Regions from separate parts of the Mus musculus genome. Here regions 2 and 3 are each linked to region 1. Evidence: chromatin contacts called from public HiChIP or PLAC-seq and promoter capture Hi-C data. All regions are on one chromosome and are shown on one strand. The core of a region is the stretch at or near the end of the contact, and the rest is flanking DNA. Distances in the headings are between cores, read along the strand shown. Region 1 holds the start of 4932438A13Rik (RIKEN cDNA 4932438A13 gene). Region 2 overlaps Fgf2os (a long non-coding RNA gene). Region 3 has its middle 32 kb from the start of Cetn4.

Region 1 (3,343 bases), core at 506-3,005:
TATAATTAAGGTTCCCTCCTCTCAGATGACTTTAGCTTGTGTCAAGTTAACCTAAAACTATCCAGCACACCAGGGATTAGGGATAGGCCTTGAGAAAGAGTGGGAAATGACCATAAAGAACAGTAGGAAGGAAATCTCTGTATGATGTGCTGTGATGGTTACATGAACTTAGACGTGACAAAGTGGCATAGAGCCACATCATACCAGCGTAAAGTATGTTTTCATATTGTACTATACTCATATAAGGCAGAACCATCAGAGGGAGTGGAAAAGAACATTTTGTATGACTGCTACTTCCTGTGAACTGGCTGTGATTTCAAAGAAAAAAAGTTATAGCACAAAATATCATTACCTGGTTTTTGTTATGAAATTCTTTTTTTTTTTTTTCTTTTTGATGTAGCTCAGGCTGGTCCAGAAGTTTCTCTATTGGTCTCAAACCCAGGCTTTTCCAATGTGCTGGGATGCTATGCATACTTTAGCTATGTCCAGCTAGAGAAGTTCACATTGTATTTGCTGGAGGCAGTTTTTTTTTCTTTTTCTTTTTCTGACACCATCTGCATTTTTCACATGCTGGTGAAAAGTCAAAGTAGGGGGAAGGTTCAAGAGCCAGGAAGTGTTGCTATGTAAATTTCCTGAGCCACCCTGAACTCTTTGCTTAATCATCTTCCCAGGGTTAGAGGCCCTTGGAATAGAAAAGCTCTACGATGAATAACTCATCTTGAAGATGTCATCTCTTTTACACCTGTAGCTCAGGGTGGCTCTTCCTCAGGGGATAAGAAGAAAGGAGACAAGTAAGTGTTCAGATTCTCCAATTCCTCACTCACTGTAGAGGAAGTCTGCTGTGAATTATACTTCTCTTCTTGCTATCCTAAGATCTTCTTATCTCTGGAGCAATTTAGTTTCAGTTTTGTTTTGTTTTGGGGAAACTGAATCATATCTCAGTCACTTCTAGTTCAAAGAACTCTTGCTAAGACTTTATTTATTTATTTATTATATCTGGCTTCACATCTGTTTAAAAGTGGATGCTCCCACCCCCAAGTGGAAATGTTGAGTGACCTGAACTCTTAGAACCAGAGGCTTAGATATTGACAGGTAGTGTAGAGAATGTACTGGAAGCTGTGGCGCTGGGGCTCAAATCCTAGATCTCTAAACTGACAAAGTACTTCAACTTCCTGAGCCTTAGGTTTTAATTTGTGAAAAATTAAAATATTTGGTTAATTTCCTAGGTCAGTGTTTCATACATCAAATGCATCTTCTGTGAGATGCATGCCATAGCTAGCAGACTCTCCTTTTTCTGGCTTCCTTTTCCTACGTTGATTATACTGTCTACATTATCAGGACGATGTTTACAACCCCCACGCCACAATTGGAATCTGGAACAAGGTAGTTTTCAAATCAGTAGTGACCTGTGTCTCTCAGACTAGGCTACGCCCTGTGGACATGGCCCCGCCCCTCTGCTCAGGCCTGTTCTCTTGTAAAAACAGGATTCGCCTCTAGGCACAGGTTCCAACTTTAGTCTTTAGTTTGGTCCTGAAGCTCAGGCTTTGCCCCATTGACCTAGATCTCATCCCTAGGGCCTAAGCCCTGTCCTCTGCCCCGGCCTTCCAAGGCCCCGCCTCCGCCCCGGCCCGCCCCGCCCCGGCCCCGCCCCCGGCCCAAGCGGCGCTTCTCCGTTCGGGCCTGGTGCCAGTGAGGGGCGGGGCTAACTCGGTTCTTGGGCGGGGCCAGAGTGGCGTACACGGAGGCGCTGGCGCCTTGACGTGATACGCTGCCAGTTGACGCAGCTGCGGTGCCGCTGGCCTCCACTCCTGCCTCGGCTCTACTCCTCCGCCCCATGGGTGTCCGAGGCGGCGGGCCGAGCTGGACGTGCTACAGGCTGAGGGTGTAAGCATCAGCGGAGGTCCCGACTCGGGGCTGTTGTGCTGTCAAGTGAGAGGAGCTCGAGAGGCTGCGCGCGGTGAGGGCTGGGAGGTGGCGAGGTGGGCAGCGCCTTTCCGGGTGAGTCTGGAAGGTTTGCGGGGTCGCGGCTGTGGCGCGGGCCTGGGGGTCGGAGGTCGGAGGTCGGAGGTTAAGGTGGAGGCCTAGCAGGCCCTGACAGCCGGGTGCTGGGGTTGCGGGCGGGGGGGGCGGGCGCGCGGACCTGGCGGGGTGGGCAGGGCCGAGCGCCCCGGGTTGGCTCGGCCCTCGTCTGGTAGGGCATACCTGAGTGGACACCTCTCCTGCCAGAGGAAGGTCCACAAGGGTTATCTTCCATCCGGGGAATATTAGATTTCTTCCTTCCTCGCCCCATCGGTTGTGGTGTTGACAGTGGGATGTCCGGTAAAGGGGACGAATTCTTGTAAATTTCCTCTGAGCAGTCATGGGTTCTGGAACGGAGAAAGTAGGTTTCAGGTGGTTTCGCGTTGCTGCTTTCATCCCGTGCATGACAACGAAGCAGATTTAATCTGACAAGTATAAAAGTGGATGAGTTAGTCAGAATATTTGACTTAGCAATGACTGCTATGTGCTATTTTAATATGCGCTCATACAGTTTGTAACAAAAAGGTGAAGCCTTTCCCCACTTTGTAGCTGAGAACCTTGGAACAGAACTGTTTCAAACCTGACTTTCTCACTTTATGGCCCCTCAGTTAGCATGCCACCCCCCCCCCATTACTCAAATGCCTTAAAAGTTTGCAAGGCAAGTGCCCTGTGATAAAATGTGCCAGGTGCCCAGAGTAGAGAGGAAATGAAGGCACAGTTCTTTCCAGCAGACTCGGTGTCAGTAGAAACATTCTTTCAAGGCTGCACTTTTAAGTGTGCCTCGCAGGTAGAACGTCACCATTAGCATCCTGACTCCTACCTCGTGGACTCCTATGTTTCTTTTACATATAAAGTGGTTCTTAAATTATTTTAGTCTTATTTGAGGTGTAGGAATGTAACATTGGACCAAATACTGAAGAGTTTCCTGGTGTGTTTAAATAATTTAGTTTGAAACGGTTGCTCTACCAACAAAGTTAGGATACCTTTTCTAATTGATTGATATGCTGGTCTTTTCAGACTTGTTAAGATGAAGCGCTGCAGAAGGACCTTCAGAAGAGGAAAGATAAACAACATTGAAGATTAAAAAACTAAACAAAATAAAACAAGAAATCTTGTGTAAGTATTTCTGCCTAAGATTTAAAAAAAATCTAATTTCTTATTAAAGTCCAGATAGAGAAAAGTTAACTTTATGCTTCATTTGTGATTCAGTCCATCTGTGACCCACAAATCATTCCATCTGCATTTTGGACTGCTGATACCTGGATACCTGATTGATAATTAACTCAAGTGCTTAACTTTTGCATTGGCATAGGAACGCCCAGGG
Region 2 (3,343 bases), core at 493-2,992, 470 kb after region 1:
CCCTCACCTTGGGTTCCCTGTGTCCTATGTATCTGAGGGTATTCCCTGATTCAATTATCTTCAACCAGGGTGTTCTGGAGTGGCCTCTATGAGAAGCCAATTATATAGAGGAAGAGGATTATCAAGTTAATGAAGACACTGCTTTCAAGAATGTGCATTCTAGTGGTGGAACTAAATAACTATAGCCGAAAACTAGAGTAGACTAGATACCACCAGATTTTGGTATAGGAGTTCAAGAGAGGGTGTAATTTGGTTGAGGAAATGGAAAGACTCCCACAGATAAAGTATCGTTTGGTGTGGACTTTGCAGGAGGACAAGGTTTGGACTGGAAAATTGAGAGGCTTGGTGTGAGACTGTATCATGGGCAATGATTCAATGTAGAAGAGTTACCAAACAAAGTTCCCTCTATGCAGCTGCAGTGTTAAAAGTGGCAAGTAGCCAATAAGCAAGAAGGGTAGGAGAAGCCAGAGAATGTAGTGGATCCCACTGTAGAAAGCCACCCTTGATTCAGAAAACAGTGCAAACCCCTTGGAGGTTCTTTAGCAGACAAATTCTTTGAAGAGACCATTGCTTAGACATCATTTGGCTATTGAGACTAGCCAGCAGGCATATGCCTCACCGAGAAAATCAGAGGAGGGAGGAGAAATGTAAATGGGCCCTAGACATAGAGAAGCCCACCCTCAAACATTCAAGTGTGTGTCCCTAAGAACTTCTCTTCCTCTTAACCCTTCCTCTATACGGAAAGTTTCTGCTTCATGCTAGCTTGTCCTGAAATAGTTTTTTACACTGGCTAGCCTGAGCTGAGGTCCCTTAAAAAAATTAAAGTAAAATACAATAAATTGATGGTGGTGGTGGTGGTGGAGGAGGAGGAAGTCCTCAGGCTGCTGTTTGGCAACAACAGAGTTGTGTCCCATTTTCTGCCCTGCTGACAGTCCATATGTCCGGAAGCATATCTGAGGCTTCAGTATTACAGAACACCTTCTTCCACTCCAGTTCTCTTCCTTCACCACTCACTCTCTTAGATTAGCCAGCATCAGTGACTCTACCCCCTAGCCTTTGCTACCAAATCCAGATGCTGTTGCAGTTGTGAGATTGGAACTGTCTTTCAGGCTAGACTTTGCTGAGTGACTCCTTGTTACTAGCAACATGGTTCCATTTCGAGTGTAAATACAAAGACAGGATGACTCTACACCTCAGAGAGCGTAAAACACCACCATGTGCCAGAACCACCCACCCAGCAGGCACAGACTGATAAATAAAAATTATTTTGAGAAGTAGAAAAATTGCGACTCTATAAACTTATTAAGTCAATAAGTGTTGGGGCCGGCCTGTGGCTCTCATGTCTGGGTTCGAGCCTGGGAGGCAGCCTGGAGCTGAAAGAGAAGAGGGAATCTAGGTGGGTCGAGAAATAATGGAACCAAGACGTGCTAGTCTGCTCAAGGTTCAAATGTTTAATGGCAGACACGCTTTATAAAGGAGGGGGGAGGCCTATTCCCACCAATTCACCCTTGGCGCCCAGCTGCAGGTGACCACGTGCAGGATAGGGTGTAGTCTCCAGAATAGCTAGGCCAACTCCCAGCTGGTAGCAGCGACAGTGGCTGAACAATAGAGTAATCTAGGGAGGCAGGCTCCACCCTAGGTAATCTCCTTAGTGGCAGCAAAGTTGAGGTCTGGTTCAGCCAGCTTCAGGCTGGGTGGAGGTCACAAATAAGGGACACATGACACATGGATGTATTACAATCTTATCAGCAAAACCATGCCTGAGAATTTAAGAAGTATCCCTCCAGAAGGAAGTGATACAACACCCTTGTCTGGACCTCGGAAAGAGGAAGGCACTTGGCCCTGCGATGGCAGTTTCCCCATAGATATGTCATCAAACGACTCATTGTGTCAAGGAACAGCAGGCAGAGAGCTCTTGTTGGCTCTGTACCTCCTGTTGATGTGGCGTCCTCAAGTTGCTCTCCATCTGAACCCAGTACTTCAGTTTATCTCTTCAACTTCCACAGTCCTTTGCCTTGATTCTGCAGTTTAGCTAGACTGTGAGTCCCAGTTCAGCTTTGACCTGAAGTTTGGCCCTGGAAGGTGCACAGGGCCTTTACTCCCCACAGAGCCTCTTGGGTCTCTGTCAGCTTCCCCTGCTTCTGCTTCTTAGGCCTCTTGGAGCTTCTTGAACTCTACCGTGGCCTCTTTAACCCACTGTAACCATTCTGAAACCTAGAGATGTAGATCTAGATTAATTTACTATGTGATGTATAAGGTATGATCTGAGAGTTAATATCAATAATTAAGATTAGAATAAAAGATATATTTGCCTCTACTGGTTATCAAGCACATCAGAATTCTATGGAAAATTACAATCAATAAAACCACTATATATTGTAAATTAATTGCTATTCAACCATTCTGAGGGCTAGAGAGAGGGATCATTGATTCACTGCTCTTGCAGGGGACAGTTCGGTTCCTGTCACCCCCTTTGGGTGGCTCATAACCTCCTGTAACTCCAGCTTTAAGAGATCTCACACCCTCTTGTCATCTTTGTGTGTACCTGCACTTACATGTACATATCCCCATATGGACAAACAACTATAAATAAATAACTTGATTAAAAACAAATATAAATAAACATATCCATACTTTATAGAGTACTATCTACCCTTAAAATGATGTTGAGGAAAGAGAGGCCCATTGGACTTGCAAACTTTATATGCCCCAGTACAGGGGAACTTCAGGGCCAAAAAGTGGGAGTGGGTGGGTAGGGGGGAGGGTATGGGGAACTTTTGGGATAGCATTGGAAATGTTGGAGGAAAATACCTAGTTAAAAAAAATGATGCTGAGGATATATAAAATATGAGCAAAAGACAGAAGTAACAATGTACATATAGCATAGTTTTATATTAAAATCATAAAAATAGAAATGTATGCCTATTTGTTTTAGAAAAAAACATAGAAACAAACTTAACTCTTGCTCAAAAATTAAGAATTTCAAGATGGCGACAGCAAACAGGTACTTAAGCTGAGCACGGGGCCTGGTGCTGTTGTCTGTGTCTAGATGACCTTTAATGTCCTTCATTTGTTACTATTACATTAAGTGTGTGTCTTGCTTTGGTAATAACAAAACAATAAGCAACGGAATAAGAATTTTCCAGTAGGTTGGGAGCTGTGGAACACATATGTGGCTGCAGATATCCATATGAGCACTAATGTTTTCCTACTGCATATCTCCTTTCTCTTGTCTTTCTTGCCTGCTTAGTGTGCATACTGCTAGTTTCCCAAAGGTCCATACACTGAGGGCCTGATCCCAGCTTACAGGTACTGAGAGGTAGTGGAATTTGTAAGACCTAGT
Region 3 (3,343 bases), core at 626-3,125, 420 kb after region 1:
AATCTCTGTATGATCAACTATCATATTCACAAGGTCAAGGTTTTGTGTTTCCTTTGTCTTTTCAATGTAAACTTAAAAATGTTTCTCACTATGCTATTCAGTCTCCTAGACAGAAGGAAAAAGCCCTTCTTGCTCCGTCTGCTCCACAAAAAAGTTTTTGGTCTTCCCTAAGTTTGTCTTAAAGACTGTTCATGTTGTTAATTTATCTATTTTGTAAACTTATAACCTACAGGAAACCCACTCAGATCTACCTCTCGTGGACCAAACAGACTCCATCCAGGTAAGGACACCTGCCAACCAATAGCCCAAGTTCCTACTTGTTACCTTTTCCAGAGGATGGGACTCCTCTCCTGTGCTCCAGGATTGGGACTCGCCCTCAACCACCAAGATCTTAGGGTTGCAAATGTGCACCTAAGAAAAATGTTTTCTACCAAAGGTTCTTAACTTTATTCTCTATCTCTAACCTGTGTGTGTGTGTGTGTGTGTGTGTGTGTGTGTGTGTGTGTGTGTGTGTGTGTGTGTGTTTTAACATCTTGCCAAGTCCAGGTGTTTGCTCAAAATCTATATCCAGAACAGCTCCAGAGAAGTAACCCAGAGATGCTCCGATCTATTCTCACAGACACAGATACTTTTACTGGACCTGCTCCTTCCTATCCACAGACCCTGGACAGCAAGGAAATAGCCAACTCTCCTAAGACTGGACCAACATCCCCATACTCATTTTCTTAGGCTTCCCAGAGACATGTCACCCCAAAGTCAGCAGGAAGTAGCTAAAGATCATGACAACCCTATTCCTGCTTCATCATCACCTCTTTCTAATATTTCCTTTTTTAAATTAAACCAAAATGGAGGAATGTTGGTATTCCTTCTAGGTACTACAGTTACCTGGCAACAGCTAGGTATTCTGGCTCACTCTAAAGGGGCCTGTCTGCCCCCTCCCCTCTCTCTCTCTCTCTCTCTCTCTCTCTCTCTCTCTCTCTCTCTCTCTCTCACACACACACACACACACACACACACACCCTTCTTTCCCCATTCCTCTCCCCCTCTCCCTCTCTCTCCACAGGTTCCTGACTGGCCTCTCCCCCCACCCCCAGTCTCTCCTCTCTTTCTCTCTCTGCCTTTCTCTCTCTCTACTCCCTCCTCAACTCCCCTCCCCATGCCCTAAATAGACTCTATTCCATACTATATCCATCATATGGCTGGTACCTCAGAGGAAAGGGATGTCTTAGCATGGGCGGGAAGATGCACCCCCTTCCACCTCACCATACTGCGCCTCTACCAAACATATCCCTAGCTTCCTTTTCTTTTTATAAAACACAAGTTGTTTTGTTTGTTTGTGGGTTTTGTTGTTGTTGTTGTTGTTGTTGTTTGGGTTTTGTTTTTTGTTTCTTAATTTCCCTTGATGCTCAAACAACACAAAGCTCAGAAATACCCACTGCCAGGAAGAAGGCTACAGAAGGCAGCTGGTGGTCCTGGTTTCCCAACAGGACTCTGAAGCCAGGCATCAACTGACTGTTGTGGCCCAAGCCACCACTGAGAGGAGGTCACACCAAACTGAGAGAGACCAGATCAGATAACTCAGTCTCAGATCTCAGAACAGGCAGGCTCCCAGGCAGCCAGATCTCAGAGGACACAAGCTACTCTGGTGCCTAGATGCCCATCTCTTCACCGTCATACCTCAGAGCATAGGAAAGCTTCCCAAGGGAGAAATCCTGAAGGTTGGGACATGTATCAAAGACAGAATCACCCAATGCAACTGCCAGAACTAGCTGAAGTTGTCATTTGTCTTGTATTTAAACAGACTGAGATTGAAGCCACAGGGATACTGAGTGGTTACTCATTCGTCCATGTGTCTAAACCTCCTGAGTTCCAGCAGAACCTGGGCCCATAGGATGGCAGCATCAGTGGCACAGGGCTGAAGCAGCTGCATGTTCTGTGCATGTAAGTGTAGACCCCTGTCACATAATTCTACCACCAATTAGGATTGTGTCATAATTTATTACTTTCTTTGCAAAATTAGAAAAACTAATCGGCAAGGCTTATAATTTCAAACATACTAAGTCCCCTTACACGTGTTTAATAAATGATTGAGTTTTCTATATTCTGTCTGTGTCTGTGTGTGGTATACACGTGTATAACATTATGTTTTCTAGTTCCTCTTTTTCTTACATTTCCTGTGTGCTGAGCTGGGGTATTTGGTTTTTTGAATGATGTAATGGGTTAACAAGATAATGTATCAGGAAGGAAATCTTTTAAGGTCCAAGGACCTCAACACTACCTTTTGTTTCGGTTTGATTAAACGGATGGAATTCCACGCAGTGGAAAGTTGTGCAGGTGGCTGCCCGGGAGCTCACACACCCTCCATGAGCAGTGATGGGAAGGCTCTGCGTGAAAGTGGCCGATGGTTCCTGGCATCTTACACTTGACCTGCACTTCCCTAGTGCCCTGAATCTTGACGTTCATGATCCAGCTTCGGTAACAATAAGAAAAAGTGATGTTTTCACTTTTGAAATTCTAATCATCAGAGAAAGGAGTGGGTGACTGCCTAGAAAAGCGACTCATACATTCCTTTGAAAGCAATTATTGCACGAACTTCTAGGGGCCATTGGGGCCTCCAATAACTGTGGGAGGAGGTTTTCTTTTCTGAATAAAAATGACTGCAAGTCGTGATCAGGGTTATTCTTCACTTTGTACATTAACACTAGGAAGATGACAACCATCAACCAAAACTTCAAGTGTAATATTTTGGAAAGTTTGGCATGGCCCAATTCTAGTTAAATTGAATTTTTTCTAATTAAAGATAAATATATTTTGAAATGACAGAATGCTTAGATGATAGTTTCCAATGAATTGTAATATTGAAATGAGAATTAATTAAAAAACGATAAGTTGTAAATTTAACATCCACTTTTAAAAAGAGGCACATGCCTTACCGATTTGACTAGTTTTTTTTTTTTTCTGACTAGCTGCATTTTGAAAATATACAGAACTGGAGAGGTTATTATCAATACAATGGGTATCTTAACATCACAGTAAGTTTGGGTGCATTTGTCAAGTAGAAGACAACCCGGCTTACTGGACAGGGCTCTGACTGTGTGCTAATGAATATTTGAGGTGTAATTCACTTGTCAATAAGACAGAGGACGATCACAGAAGAGTTTCTACCACCCAGTAAGAGGAGGAAAGTCAGTTTCCTGCGTTTAGCATGGGTCATGAATGTACACTGGGTTTCCCTTTGTCTTCTCTCCTCTAGGGAGGGAAGAGTGGTTTGTAGCTACAGAATCACTGGCTAGGCCACTCCATGCCCGTCACCCATGTCCAGTACTCTAACAAATGTGGCTGA

The links. Promoter capture Hi-C pulls out the DNA fragments that hold promoters and counts their contacts. HiChIP or PLAC-seq counts read pairs in DNA pulled down with a chosen protein or histone mark.
Region 2: a contact with region 1 is called in an H3K4me3 HiChIP or PLAC-seq map of bone marrow-derived macrophages, with 4 times the contacts expected there. The contact joins the enhancer-like site here to the promoter of 4932438A13Rik in region 1. A contact is called at or near these places in 1 of 115 datasets of contacts at active chromatin or transcription factors (bone marrow-derived macrophages) and 3 of 9 other capture datasets (liver, macrophages and pancreatic islet).
Region 3: a promoter capture Hi-C map of hematopoietic stem and progenitor cells shows a contact between it and region 1, with 2.7 times the contacts expected there. The contact joins the enhancer-like site here to the promoter of 4932438A13Rik in region 1. A contact is called at or near these places in 4 of 39 promoter capture datasets (the HPC-7 cell line, embryonic stem cells, hematopoietic stem and progenitor cells and 1 more), 1 of 484 Hi-C or Micro-C datasets (nephron progenitors), 1 of 115 datasets of contacts at active chromatin or transcription factors (memory CD8 T cells) and 3 of 9 other capture datasets (adipose tissue, liver and macrophages).

What each region holds. Positions count from the first base shown.
Region 1 is chr3:36,861,351-36,864,693 of GRCm38.p6, forward strand. 4932438A13Rik (RIKEN cDNA 4932438A13 gene) reads left to right here and starts at 1,756. Exons shown (of 86, transcript NM_172679.2): 1 at 1,756-1,998; 2 at 3,037-3,135.
Region 2 is chr3:37,330,514-37,333,856 of GRCm38.p6, forward strand. Fgf2os (a long non-coding RNA gene) reads right to left here. Exons shown (of 4, transcript XR_003954461.1): 4 at 1-3,343. Among named protein-coding and RNA genes, the nearest start is that of Fgf2, 16 kb to the right of the region's middle. Within about 2 kb of position 1,743, at least 43 of the 459 cell types and tissues checked have an H3K27ac peak or open chromatin away from gene starts, as enhancers often do. A contact at or near this core is called in bone marrow-derived macrophages, where this site is marked.
Region 3 is chr3:37,278,831-37,282,173 of GRCm38.p6, forward strand. No RefSeq gene overlaps it. Among named protein-coding and RNA genes, the nearest start is that of Cetn4, 32 kb to the right of the region's middle. Within about 2 kb of position 1,876, at least 44 of the 459 cell types and tissues checked have an H3K27ac peak or open chromatin away from gene starts, as enhancers often do. A contact at or near this core is called in the HPC-7 cell line, hematopoietic stem and progenitor cells and memory CD8 T cells, where this site is marked.